Linked DNA regions of Drosophila melanogaster: region 2 is linked to region 1. A link is a contact called in public Hi-C data. All regions are on one chromosome and are shown on one strand. The core of a region is the stretch at or near the end of the contact, and the rest is flanking DNA. Distances in the headings are between cores, read along the strand shown.

Region 1 (6,575 bases), core at 1,651-4,150:
GAAATCTTTTAAAACATCTAATGTAAAATTTTAATACTAAAGCTAAGCGGTTAATAGTAAATATTCCCCGTAGAGTATCTTTGAAATGGAGCTATACTGTTAATAACTGGTTTACTAATCCGACTACAACTAAGTAGACGAACATTACACGCCATATTAGATGAGTTGGATAACCAATCTATCAACTGCGTGCTTATCCTAAATAGATCCTGGTTCTTCGCTTTTCCGAAGATAATCTACGCAGACCTGAGCTGCCCCGTTCTGCACCCTTTCAAGACTGAGGCGCTGAAGCTGATCAGTGGCTCTTGATTATGGGGGTCGCAACATTAGCGATCGGTGGTCTGCACTTGGCGAGGGGGCGTGGCCGGGCTGCAGTTGCCGCTCCTCGCCTTCTGCATATTTAGCAGTGCTGCTCATGATAATGCGTGAGTTCTCATATATTTATATTGAAAACATTATGCTTTGTGCGGTTGCAGCAGCTAAGTACACAAAATTATCAGAAATTATGTGCACCTTGGGACAGGCAGATTCCGATCTCCCCCAGCGAACAGCCGGAGGGGCCGCCGTCATCGTCATCATCATCAGCATGACCGTTCATCATCATCTCCATCAACTGTTTGGCTACTGTAATTTCACGGTAACCTGCCCCGACATGCATAATGCAAATCAATTTGAGGCTATCGGGCGGCAAAGGGGGAATTCACCGCCCTTCATTTCATCCGAGGGCCAAGTCAAAAGTCAATGGCGATGGCAATTTGTCAACAAAGTGGCCACCGGATCATTAATAATCGAATCTGGGGTATTCAAGACCAGTAGCTACGGAGATTGATGGATCGTCAGCGGGTGGCGCCACAAGGTGGCAAGCTGGTAAGTGGTAAGTGCAGCCAATCGCATTGATTGAAATCTTTCAGTAATAACAGAGCACCCAAGAACCCGCTCCACAAACATTCCGCCTCCCGCTGTGCATTTATATCTGAATCTGTATCCGTATCCGTATCTGTATCTTGGGATTCGGATCGGTATTGGTTTGTGGGATTGGACTGGGGCTTGGACTCACCTCTTGCCGTTGCGTCGCCTTCGCTTGGTGGCGTAGACGGTGCCCAGCTGGCTCATTGCTAGGGCGGAGTTCGTTATGGTCGCCGTCGTGAATGATTTTAACTCTTATTATTTTTCGTATCAATATTTCGTTGTTGTCTTCTGCTGCCTTCTGCTCGTCTGTCGTACAGGTTGTTTCCTCGTCGTGGCTTTCTTATTTCGCTTTTTTTCCTTTTGTAATTGGTTTTTATTTATTGATTTGGCTTGCTCTGGGTACACACTCTCACACACACGGACTCGCACACAGACACAGCCAGGAGCTGAGTGCGATCAGATCCGCTGAGATCCTGCTGCGGTTTTCGGTTTCGGAGTTGTAGCCACGCGTAAATTTCGTTTTTTTCTTCTTTGTATTTATTTTTAATTATCATCACGCTTACATTTTGTTTGCTTTTTCATTTCTCGCGCTCCTTTTGTTTTTGTTTTTTATTTTTTTGTGTATATTGCACTGTAGTTTCAGTTGGTTAGAGCTAAATGAGGGATTTAATGCGAAACTGTGATTCAGCAATTGAGAAAGGCTGGGAATTTTGATTTTTTTTTTCATTCGATTGTGGGTTGTATGATTTTCTAAGGCGATAACTTCGGTTCAACCTAATAGATTTTTTAAGTAATTAGTCCCGACGGAGAATGATTTCAGTTTATCTAAAATAAATCCAATTAGTTTAAGTTGGCAATGTCATGGAGCCGTTGTCTAATACGATTTGATTTTGCCTTGCATTGTAGAATAGTATAATATGATATTAAGGCTTTACTTTATTTTGAAAATTATATTTTGGTAAATTTTGAAAATATATTATTCATAAAAAGAATATATTTAAATTTGTTTCAATTTTTTCTCACAAAGGACTAAAAAAGTATAACAGATTATGTTAGCAAGTTATTAAACATCAGAGTCAACCAATAGTGTTGATTAATTTGAATGGCACATTCTAGTCAGAAAACTGTAAAAATCCCTCAATCCTTTTTCAATTGCTTTCAAAAACGAGTTGTTGTTTGTGTTGTTTTGTTTTGATTCGAGTGGCTGCGATTTGCAGGTTATTGTTTTGGTTCTTTCGTGGCAACACTTTTGCTTTTTCACTTGCACTTTTGCCGTTTGTGTTGGTAGTGTTGTTGCTCGTGGGCTCTGGTTTATCAATGGGCGATGTTTGCGATGACGACGCATGCAACAGAGGAAATCAAAATCGGCACGGAACCAAAAGCGCTAACGCAAGAACGGCACGCAAATCATTTTCATTTTGCGGCACGATCGACGTCGACGTAGGCAGATCCGCCGGCAGAGCAACCAGAGGCGAGTTGTCAAAGTGACATTTTTCAGGCACGCACACACACACGCGCGCGTGGGTGTGTTGGAATAGTAAAATAGATAGAAGTGAATGACCGCCGGCGGTCTGCAATTCGCACACGTGACTCCTCGAAGCCTTTACAGAACCTCCAGTTACAGGGTATCGCGTGCTGCGTTTCGCTTTTGTTTCTGTTTTCGCCTCTATTGTTGTTGTATTGCCTTATTCGGGGGACACTCACGCACACACAAACACGCACGCACCTTTTAGCGGGATTCTGGCGACGGCGAAACAACCGTTAGGAGGGAGCAGCGACTGCAACTGCACGCGAGCGCCAGAAGCGAGTGAATGAATGAACAACAGTGCCAAAAAAACGGACAAACGGGCATTTGAAACGAGGCACAAAGGCGATGGAGCGCGCTCTCTCACTCGCACTCGGCGCGGTGCTCTAAGTCGCTATCTCTCACTCGCACTCTTTCAAACGTGACTCTGCTGCGCTGCGGCCACGTAAACGCTTTGAGATTCCAACAAGAACTGAGCGGCGCCACGAAACGAATGGAAAAACCAGTCCTGGCGGAACACACTGGCCATGGAACACGCGGGCGGCGTGTTTGGGGCCACTTCCAGTCGTCCTGGCAACGAGCGATCGCCAAGCGACGCGGTCGCGTGGGAGTGAGACAGAGCGAACGATGTTCCACTACCAACCGTTCCAGCGTCGCCATACGTGCGACTGGAAGGGAGCGACCAACCAAGTCGGTCTTGGAAGTGCTGCAGCTATCTCGTTCGCACCCTGTAGTTTCGTTATAGGGGGCGTGTTCGCACACACATACTACACTGACAGCCTAGTAGCGCCGACTCTTTCCAGCGCACTACCAACTGGAAATAGAAATTCGGGGCACATCGCTCATCTCTTAATTAATTAGGCGGTAATTAAGAGCTATCAGTGTTATCGCTCAATGGCATCTATCCGCCATACTCTTCTCCTATTTCAAACTTATCTGAGCCGGATTTTACCTCGTTTTGCCACTGAAATGCAAATTTTATTTGGTGTGACCAAAACCATTAAGGCCATAAACATGAGCACTCACTTCGCGCTTATCGCGAATGATTTATTCACATGTGCCACCTGACAACCGCAAAAGAACAAGGAGAACGAAATGCACACCGCTGCCCTGCACAAAACCAGAAATCATATTCCTACACCTAGACGGGCAAAATGTCCGTGCCCAAGAACCCGATTGGACAGTGTACGAGGCCCCTTTATCCCATGGCCCATATGCTGCGTCCGTCTTTGACCGCATGTCACAGATGGCGATGGAGATGCACTCGTCAAAGGTACAGTTGGCACTCATAAAGAAGTTTTTAATAAGTAATTGTAATTAACTTTAATAACAATCTATACAAGCTATTCATTTTGTAATTAATATGATTACTGTGATTTACCAAATAATTTTATGTTTATTTTTAAAAGTTGGCGAAATGTTACGTTATGAACTTTTTCCTTTGAAAACGTGTTGCATACTTGGTGGCGCTGGAAAGCCACAATATTCGAGCCCTTTCAATCATGCAGCCCATTGTAGTTCATTTGTGTGGTTTCCTAATTTGATTACTTACGTCCACTCTAATAAAACATTATTATTGTTATCGAATGACCACTGTAGAATGCCTTCAATTTCGAAAAAGCATTTTTCTTTTATTGTGACGTCAGCCATGTACGAAATTGTTGGCACTGTATTTGTATTGCGTGCAACTATTCAATGCCAAGTCAGAAGGCTGAAGAAAACAATATTTCCTCAGCTAGAATCTCCAGCAGTCTGGTGTCTCACTCAAATCTCGCTGCGTAAACTAAGGACAACAGCAGCTCCGAAGACAGCAGGATCAGAAGAATCGGGAGAATCAGAAGAGGATCCACTCCGAAGAATGAGCAAAACAGAAGGCAGCGCATGTCAATCGGTGGCACTAATAAGTGAGCTGAGTCGAGTGGAGTGGAGTGAAGTGTAGCAAAGTGGAAGGGCTTGCAACCAGTTTTGGTGCGTTGCAACTTTTTCCAGCTTGCAGCTTATCAATTTACGCTTCCACTTCGTAAGAGAAGTGCACAGTGCAGGTGCTTATTCCACCTCCCTCTAAATATTCTTATTTTGCACTGCCTTTCCTCTTCTTGCATTATCGCTTTAAAGTACAGTCATCAATTGATCTTTAAAATTGAGGGCCAATATTATGACCTTACACCTAATACTGTAAAAAATAGCAAAATATATATAAGAACTGAATGGATTTTTTAAATGTGCTTAATAATTATTTTCTCATTATTAACTAAAAAAATACATACAAAATATACACAATCCCACTGTATATGATAAATATTTATTCTGGGGTTTCTTTGCTGACTGCTTGCTCGTCCGACAATTTCGCGATGACGTCGTTTCCCCGATGAGGACTTATGAATGTTTTTCGCCGGCATCCTTAATGCGACTTTCTACTCTGGACCCACACTTCGCAATCTACCCCTCGTTTTGCCTAATTTCGTAACAAGTTTCTTATTAACTTGTTTTTGCTCGCTGCCTTTGCTCAGCAGCTGCCTGGTCACATCAATGTCACTGCTGATCACATCTAGACAAGCACTCTATATGGATCTATATAATTTGCCAATTAAGTAGGGGATAACCCTCCCCGATATATCAGACCGACAACATTAGCGGGACACAAAAGCCGCAAAACGATAAAAAAAAAAGAACCGAACAGAAAAGATACAAATGTTTTTTTTTTGTGCAGCTCCGCTGCTAACCAGCCAAAGGGTCATATACAAAATTCCACAGAAAGAAGGGAAGACCATTATGCATTTCCCCATAATGTTTACTCCGATCCATTGGCGGCGCCAATTAAATATAATTATTCTGTGTACATAAACAACAGCGGTGAGCTTAAAACAAGGTAAAGCCATAAAGTATAAATGTAAACAAAGTGCAATCTGGGCATACCTTTTGATTAGAGTAACGCAGGGAGTATCAGACCACGGAGAGAAGGGAGAATGAAATTGAAGAGGTTTCCCCCTGTTCATTATGTCTTAGCAATTTCAAAAGTATAAGTATTCCCACAACTATATTCATAACTTTCTAAAAGTAAAAAATATCCCTTACAAACGAAAAGATCATCAAAAGTCTCTTGATATCTGAAATAAAGCTATCGAAGAAAATATCTTTATCATTTTTAAGATTCTTATGAGATGAGGATTAAAGCACGGTATTTACCAATTCGTTATATCTGAGCTTGTACCGCCAAAACAATCAGCTTCAACGGGATATAGAACAATGTTTACCTTTTTCGAAAAATGCAACTGACCAACCGTTTCTCCAACCCTTATACCCCCGCCCACCTTGCGCCCGATAAGTAGCCGCAATTATAATTGCCGTTTGTGGCGGCCCAAAAATGGCTGCCTTTATGTGAGCTGAAAAAAACTCGTACACACTATCAACATGACAAACAAACGGGCAGAAACAAAAATGTCATTTTAGACAGAACACAGAACTCACTACACGAAACAACAACAAAAAAAGCTGAAAAATGCAAACAATGGCCGCCAGCAGTAGCAGCGGCTATAACAACCCGCGATCAATTGCGCGAGATAAGTGGACAACTCCGCCACCACCACGACAGCACCACCACCAACATCACCATCACCAACACCACCACCACCACCGGCACCGCTTTGGGAAGGGCGGCCAACCCAAACGACTCCCTGCCACCACCCACTGCACCGCCCCTTCGGTGCCCTTGCATTGCTGACATATTTCAGATTGAGTTTCCCTAAACAACCTTTTGTGGAAAACTGTTGGTGGCTGAAATCAGTAAGCTTGACAAGAAGGAATGACATCCTATATGCAAGGAAGAAGAAAAGGATTTCCGATTAAGTTAAAAAAAATTAATGTGGGAAAATCAATCAAAGCTGACCTCATAAAAAACCAACAAGTGTTGGGCTAAAACTTAATTTTATAATTGTATAATTTGACTTAAGCTATTTTTATTATTTAACGTTGAACTAGTAAAAAGTAAATTTGAAATTATTCACAAAGTTTTTCATTTTCGAAGGATTTCGGAGCATAGGTTATTCATTGTAATACATTTAAAACATTTTAAGCTTGTTTATAATATTTCTTATTGCGATTATTTCAATTATTATAGTGCCTAATTATTAGGTTCTCTTTA
Region 2 (6,575 bases), core at 1,384-3,883, 1.2 Mb after region 1:
CTATGTGTGTGTGCATCCTAAAGTGGAGTCAATGAAAATTGCAACTCCCACTTTGCTCGTACGTCAATTAGACCTCCTTCTCAGCCACCCTCTCATGTCATCTCCTTTCGCTCACACACACAAACAGGCAGTGTGTGCCAGAGGCTCCTGTCTTTCTCCTTCTCTCTCTCTCTCTCTCTCTCTTTCTACCCCTGTGTCCATCTCTTTCCATTGCAGCTTTAGCTCTTTTATTGCAGTGCAATTTGTTGTAGAAATCGTTTTGTCCGACAGTTGAACAGTTTGTTATTTCTTTTAAATGTTCCCAAGCAAAGGAGCTTTTCCAAATTTTTGTGGCTTGCCTTGGCCAGCGGTCAGGCATTGAGATTAATGGGAGTTTCCTTCTCAGTCCATCCTTTAAACTGCACAGGCAAAAGGATCTCCTACGGTATGTATTTGAATTATCACAGATTCCTATAATAATGTGCCTGTTTTTTTCTTTCAGTTTTACTTAAGCTACCACATTTCTCTTAATTCTTCTAATTCGATATAATGTACAACAGACTTTTTAAAATATATAATATTTTTAAGTGATCCTTAAAAGCCTTAAGATCTTTACTTTTCAGTGTAACCTTTAGTTAACCTCTTTGATGGCATTTCCAATTTTCCCAAATGAGCGCAATCAAATCCGAGTTGAAATTTCCTCGAGAACAGAGCGAAACACAAATGAAATCATCTGAAGGTGCTGAGTGAACGCAATTTCCATTTGTGAATTGAGATTGAAATGGAAATGGGGCACCACCTAAGTGTCACTATTTCTGAAACCGTCGAGGTGGCCGGAATTCTTCCAATTCCCCACTCCATTGTTTCCCGGAAAAGCCCCGTCCCCCATTGGATTTATTTTTTATACACCCCCAATCCCACTCTAAAGTCTTACACGAAAACGAATCAAAAACAAGCAATGCACAGAGGGAAATTACGGAAAAATGTGTTACGGACGCAGGTGATGGCTCCGTCAACACACACACACACACACATGCACAGCTCCTCCAAGGGGAAATGGGAGGTGGTGGGTGGCAGATGGGGGTGCTGGGCGGGTGCAAGGGTGGCGCCTTGCCCTCAGCACGTGGAGACGCACTTTGGCAAAAGCAATCTTCTAAACAGGATAAATGTAATTGCGCATGAATTTCTACGCATATTTCGGCGTCGCTGTCTGAGCTGCAAATGTTTGTTACCCATTTGTTTGGTTGTGTTTTTTATGCTCGCTTTTCCCGTCGCTGAAAAGCGTTCTCCGACATTTCGAGGAGCTGTCACCCCATTGGCCCTCCACTGGCCACGCCCCCAAAGAGAGTGCTCTCTCCGGTCTCGCCGTCTCTCTCTTTCGACGGGTAATTGACTCGCATAATGTTTGTTTTGTTTTGAGCAAATCGTTTGCAACACTCTTTGAATGCCTCGTGGTTGTCTCATAAAAAGCGAAAGCATTTAAAAATTCAATTTGCCCTCTCTCTCATTCTCTCTCTCTCTAACTTTTTCTTGCTCTCACCCGCTCTTTTTCTGCAAAGTTTGCAGAGCTCCTTCGCAAAAATGGCCGCCTGTTCGCTTTTTGGGGGAGGTTTTCTCTTTGGGGAACGGAACGCTGTGGAATGAAACATGCTATAAGGTAGAAAGCTCAGAGATTCCAAATAAAAGAAGAAACGGGAATGCATTACAATGACATGAACGATACTAAATATAACTTAATACGTTGGGAAATTGCTTACATATTTTTAATTATTTAAATATAATTGTTGAAAATCTTTCACTTAATTTCTTAAGGATACCTTCTATCCTCGTATTTTTGATAATATCGTTTTTGATTAACGTTGTTCTTCACCATTTCGTTATCAAACATAATAAATACATTTGATATTTTATACATTTGATAACACCCACAAAACCTCTTTTACTTTTCTTTGCATAATTTATAAGTTGCTTGTTTATTTCTTTCGATATTTTAGCAATTCAATGATTTATCTATATCACCGAACCCCATTTGTTGAAACTTTCACCGCTCAATCTGCTAACCGCAAGGTTGCAATCGACTGGTGCATTTTCGGCACACACTTTTCTGGTCGAAAAAGTTTGCATCTGGCTGGCTGGGAAATTTCAATGGCGCCACAGAGCAACACTTGACCCCTGTTAGGTGGCAATTGATTGATTTTATATTGGCATTTCAATAGACACCAGCCGAGCGAAGCGATTCGAGTCGAGCCGAGTGCGCCCCCACTTTAGACGCGTTCCAAATGCCAAGTGTTTCCCATTCGGGGGGTAGGAAAACCAAAGCGCACTCCACCAGCACCGCAGAGAAAAAATAGTAAAGGAGGAAAATGCGAAAAGTGTCTGTCGATGCGGTTGCAGTGCAATTGTCGAAATAAACGAAAAGAAATTCCGAACTGCAAATGGAATGAAAAAGAGCGGCAGAAGGGGTGGGCCACCAGGCGGTGAAAGAGAGGGACAGCGAGAGCGATAGAGAGAGAGTGGGACACACCCTCCCAGGAGGGGTAGCAAATACGCAAGTGTGTGTGTGAGTGCGGAAAACCATTTAGCGCAAAGACCAAAAGAATTTGCAGGGCTGCCAGCCAACCACCTCAGTCTCAGTTTCAGTTCCACGCTCTCCGGACACGAGACCGGGGGTTAAAAATCCAGAGACTGAAACAATAAAAACACTAAACGATCGCTTTGCCACACACAAACACAAGCACACACACACACGCAGACACACACAAGCACTCGCATACATACAGAGACAGAAAGGACGAAGGACTCAGAACACAGAACTCAGGACTGCGTCTGTTAACAGCCGCATTTAAATTCAAATGCGAAACGTTGATCAAACGGTGCAGACGTGTTTCTCCCAACGGTAGCGCTCGGCGTTTTCCCTTAACGAGTTTTTCGTGGCACGACTGAAGTGTACAAGGTTTGGAAAATTCTTTATTTTCCTAACAAATATATATAAAACAAAAAAAAAAAAACACACACACAAGTGCAAGTTGAAGAACAAAAGTGCTGAATTAAACGTTTAAACTGCAAATCTAAGCAAAAATCTCAAGCTATGTCTTCCTCCGAGGCCGAAGTTGACATCAGTGTGGTGTCCAGTCCGGAGCCGAGTCCTTTGGGCGCCGCTGCCCGCGACAGTCCGCTGCTGGCCCGCTCGCCGGCCCGTTCCGCCGACGGCAGTTCGCCCCCGGCCACGCCTACCCATCGCTCCAATACGCCCAACACGGCCGCCGGCACGCCCACAACGTCCGCCTCGGGCGGCAATCACTTCCATCACAGTCCCAGCGGAGGCGCTGTGCCGCCGGCGGTGTTGCACCATCATCTGCAGCACCATCTGAGCAGCCTGGGCAGCCATCCGGTGGCGCTGCATCACGCGCTCCACACCTTTGGCCACTTGCATCCCGCCCACGGGGCCACACATCCCGCCCTGCTGCAGCACGCACTCACGCCCACCGGCCAGCAGCAGCAGCAACAGTTGCAGGTGCAGCAGCAACACCAGCAGTCGCATGTCGAGCGCCTTAGTCCGCCAATGAAGAGTCCGGAGCGGAATGGCGGCGATGAGGTGCAAGGACACAGTCTGAACAACAACAACAGTAAGGCCCTCAATCACAACAACACTTGCGCCTCGGCGGCCGCAGCGGCGGCAGCAGCAGCGGTGGCAGCGGCCAACCTGAGCAACAACAGCAACGACAGCAACGGGAGCAGCGGGGGCGGCGGCGGCAAGAGCACCACCGGCTCCAACGGATTCACCAGCTTCTCCATCTCCAGCATCCTGAGTCGCAGTGAGCCGGCCAAGAAGAACGGCGCCGCCGGACTTATCACTCCGATCCCGCAGTTGCCGCAACCAGGAGCCGGCGGTCCACAGGATGCGGCCATGTTGTCCAGGTAATTAAAAAACATTCCAGACTTGCTCTAGTCAAAAATAGCCCTCCCATTTCAAATGTGATTAATCTTGTAAATATGAAGTCGCCAAATTTAAAAATCTTAGTGTCAACATTTTACTTCAATTCATTTTAACAATTTAATCTGCAAAAATTTAGTCCATCCATCTGTCATATATAATTAGTTACTTCTGACGATATTCAGCTATTCCGCCTAATTTTGATCCGCAAGATATTTTAAAAAAATACAAACTCGAACTAAAATTTCATTCAAATTTTAACCCTATAATTACTGAAATTAAATGAGTATAATTTCATATGCCCAAGGATTTCCCATTGAATACCTTTTTTTGTAATAATAAAAATCACTCGTCTTAAGTACCATACCCATTTATTGCTCAGTGTAGGCGACCCAGATTAGGACGTTCGCCGGCGAACTGAAACCAAAAAGTCAAGCCTTGCCTCAATGAGCCCAAAACCCAAAGAGGCTGCCATTCCACTTGTTCGCCCTCGGGTTGGGCCAATTTTGTATAATCGTCCTAGGGGAAGACAAGGCAAGGTGACACAAATCTCTTCGCAGGAAGTGCACAAAGAGGAGAAATGGGATGGAGACGGACTGAGATGGTAGCCGGGAGATGGTCGATAAGACCGAAAATTGTTGGGCAAACGTTACACGAGACATTAAGTGGGTGAAGATGCAAATGGCTAAAGTACCATGCCATTGTGCTCCGAGAATCTAACGATTCCAAATTCCAGATGCCAGACAGATAAAGCAAATCCAATGGAACCGTTTTTAGTTGCACTGGACGCTAGCTGACCTCGAATATATGCAGAAAAGGTCTAAACCATTTTTGCCCTGCAATTTGGCCAGACTATCGAGTTACATAACATTTGTTAGATGAAATTTAATGCACCGCTTCGGGAATGAATGTAACCGACTGTCCGGCTGATTGACGGACTGACAATGCTCCAGTATCGTATGCAAAACGTGGTCCTTTCGAATGAATGAACCCTCAGTCCCTCCAAGCTGACCCACAAAAACTGGTACGTTTCTACAGCTGTTTGTTGTGCGAATGCAACTTATTGATACACAATGTGCACTGGAAATAAACAAGTCCGAGCTAATATTAACGGATTTTGTAAAATTTAATTGTGAAAAATAGCACTCGAAAAATGTACACCTACATAAATCTATATTTATTTAGGTACTATTCATTAAAGAGCTTATTTCTCTTGCAACATATTCCATTGATTCAATTTAAATTTGTCTCAGTGCAAATGCGTTTTTTATTCATTTCATTCATATCATAAACGCTGGCATATTAACCCCACTTAGCCGGCTTTTTGAGTCAGCGATCGAATTTCCAGGCAGCTCGATTAACGCATGTGTTGAATTAAAAAAAAAAAAAAACAACCAAGAGAATTTATAAGTTGCACTTTTATTTTACGAGAGAATGGGAGGGGGACTCCCCCAGACGTTTTAGTCCTCGAACTTTTTAATAACGATCATTTTCATTTCATTTACGCGTGCCCGCGTCGCTGATCGTCTCGATAAGGAAAGTCGGGCTGGTGGGCAGGTTCTGTGGCCGAGGGTCGCTACTGTCCCAGTCAACTGGACTGTGGCCCGTGCGTGGTTACCCCAATTAAGGACCTCGTCCTGGACAAAGTGTCGCCTCCTGCTGTTTGGCGCTAGCCCAGCTGACGTGTGGCTGCCTATGTGACTGGCTTATCAGTTGATCATCATCGGCCAGAATGATTAATGCCGGGGGGATATGAATACGAGTATGAGCACAGCAACATTGCTGAGTGATCGTTTAATAGTTTGAGCCGACTTTCTCCCGGCGGAGCTCGGCTTATTTTGACAGTTGCGCTTACGTTTTTAATTAGTCGCTGGGCTTTCTCTGCAGCCTGTACTTAATTACGATTCAGTTGGGCGAGCGAGCGGGGGATTCGAAAAAGTTGCGCAGCCAGATAGCAGGAAAAAACCATTGAAGAGGTGTAACCCGATATGCTTGTGAGTGGACTGGAAACAATGGGCAACGGCGAACGGAAAGGGTGCTCCTGCATTGTCCTTTTCTCCCAGGATGACGCAAAAAGCAGACGATGACATTATAATTACACACACACATACACATACAGAGTAAGGTATACATAGAGTAATTACAATCCAATTGCAATCGCAATGGCAATTGAGGACCTAACCAATCCCATAACATATCTCTTCATCTGCAACTGATTTTCGGCGCTGAGGGGATTAGTGTTTAGTGGTGAAATGCCTTTGATTCCTTATCGCGATGTTGTGGTGGGAACTTCTATGGTCGCAATTTAATCAAAACATATTCTGCAGACCATCGGATGCATCCAATCTGAGTCTGCGGCTTGACTTCACCCCAACCTCTCGGATTCGCCGGTCACGTGTCATTTGGCGGGGCTTCCCATGGTGGCAAATCGACAAAAGATGAAATAATAGCAAAAAACCAATATCATGCTCTTCACAAATGTCACCATTTTCGGTTACTTTGTTTAGTCGCCTCAGATCAGTGGGACATAGCCTAAGCCGCTCCCCAGGCACTAGACTATTGCTAATAATCCCGTTTAATGACAAAAGCAAACTTCGCTGCCCATTCGAGTGTTTAATATTTTGCCTACTTTTGCGGCCAGGTCGAGTATGCCTCGAAAACC

The links. A called contact is a pair of places that touch in the nucleus more often than the background predicts.
Region 2: a Hi-C map of the Kc167 cell line shows a contact between it and region 1, with 4 times the contacts expected there. The contact joins the promoter of Hmx here to the promoter of ss in region 1. A contact is called at or near these places in 14 of 107 Hi-C or Micro-C datasets (the Kc167 cell line, the OSC cell line, the PNm cell line and 5 more).

Annotation. Positions count from the first base shown.
Region 1 is chr3R:16,400,783-16,407,357 of dm6, forward strand. It overlaps ss (spineless), which reads right to left and starts at 2,901. Exons shown (of 8, transcript NM_057400.4): 1 at 2,614-2,901; 2 at 1,058-1,562. The coding sequence starts at 1,113. lncRNA:CR45630 (long non-coding RNA:CR45630) reads left to right here and starts at 5,859. Exons shown (of 1, transcript NR_125184.1): 1 at 5,859-6,325.
Region 2 is chr3R:17,556,297-17,562,871 of dm6, forward strand. Hmx (H6-like-homeobox) reads left to right here and starts at 2,634. Exons shown (of 3, transcript NM_001300447.1): 1 at 2,634-3,897. The coding sequence starts at 3,068.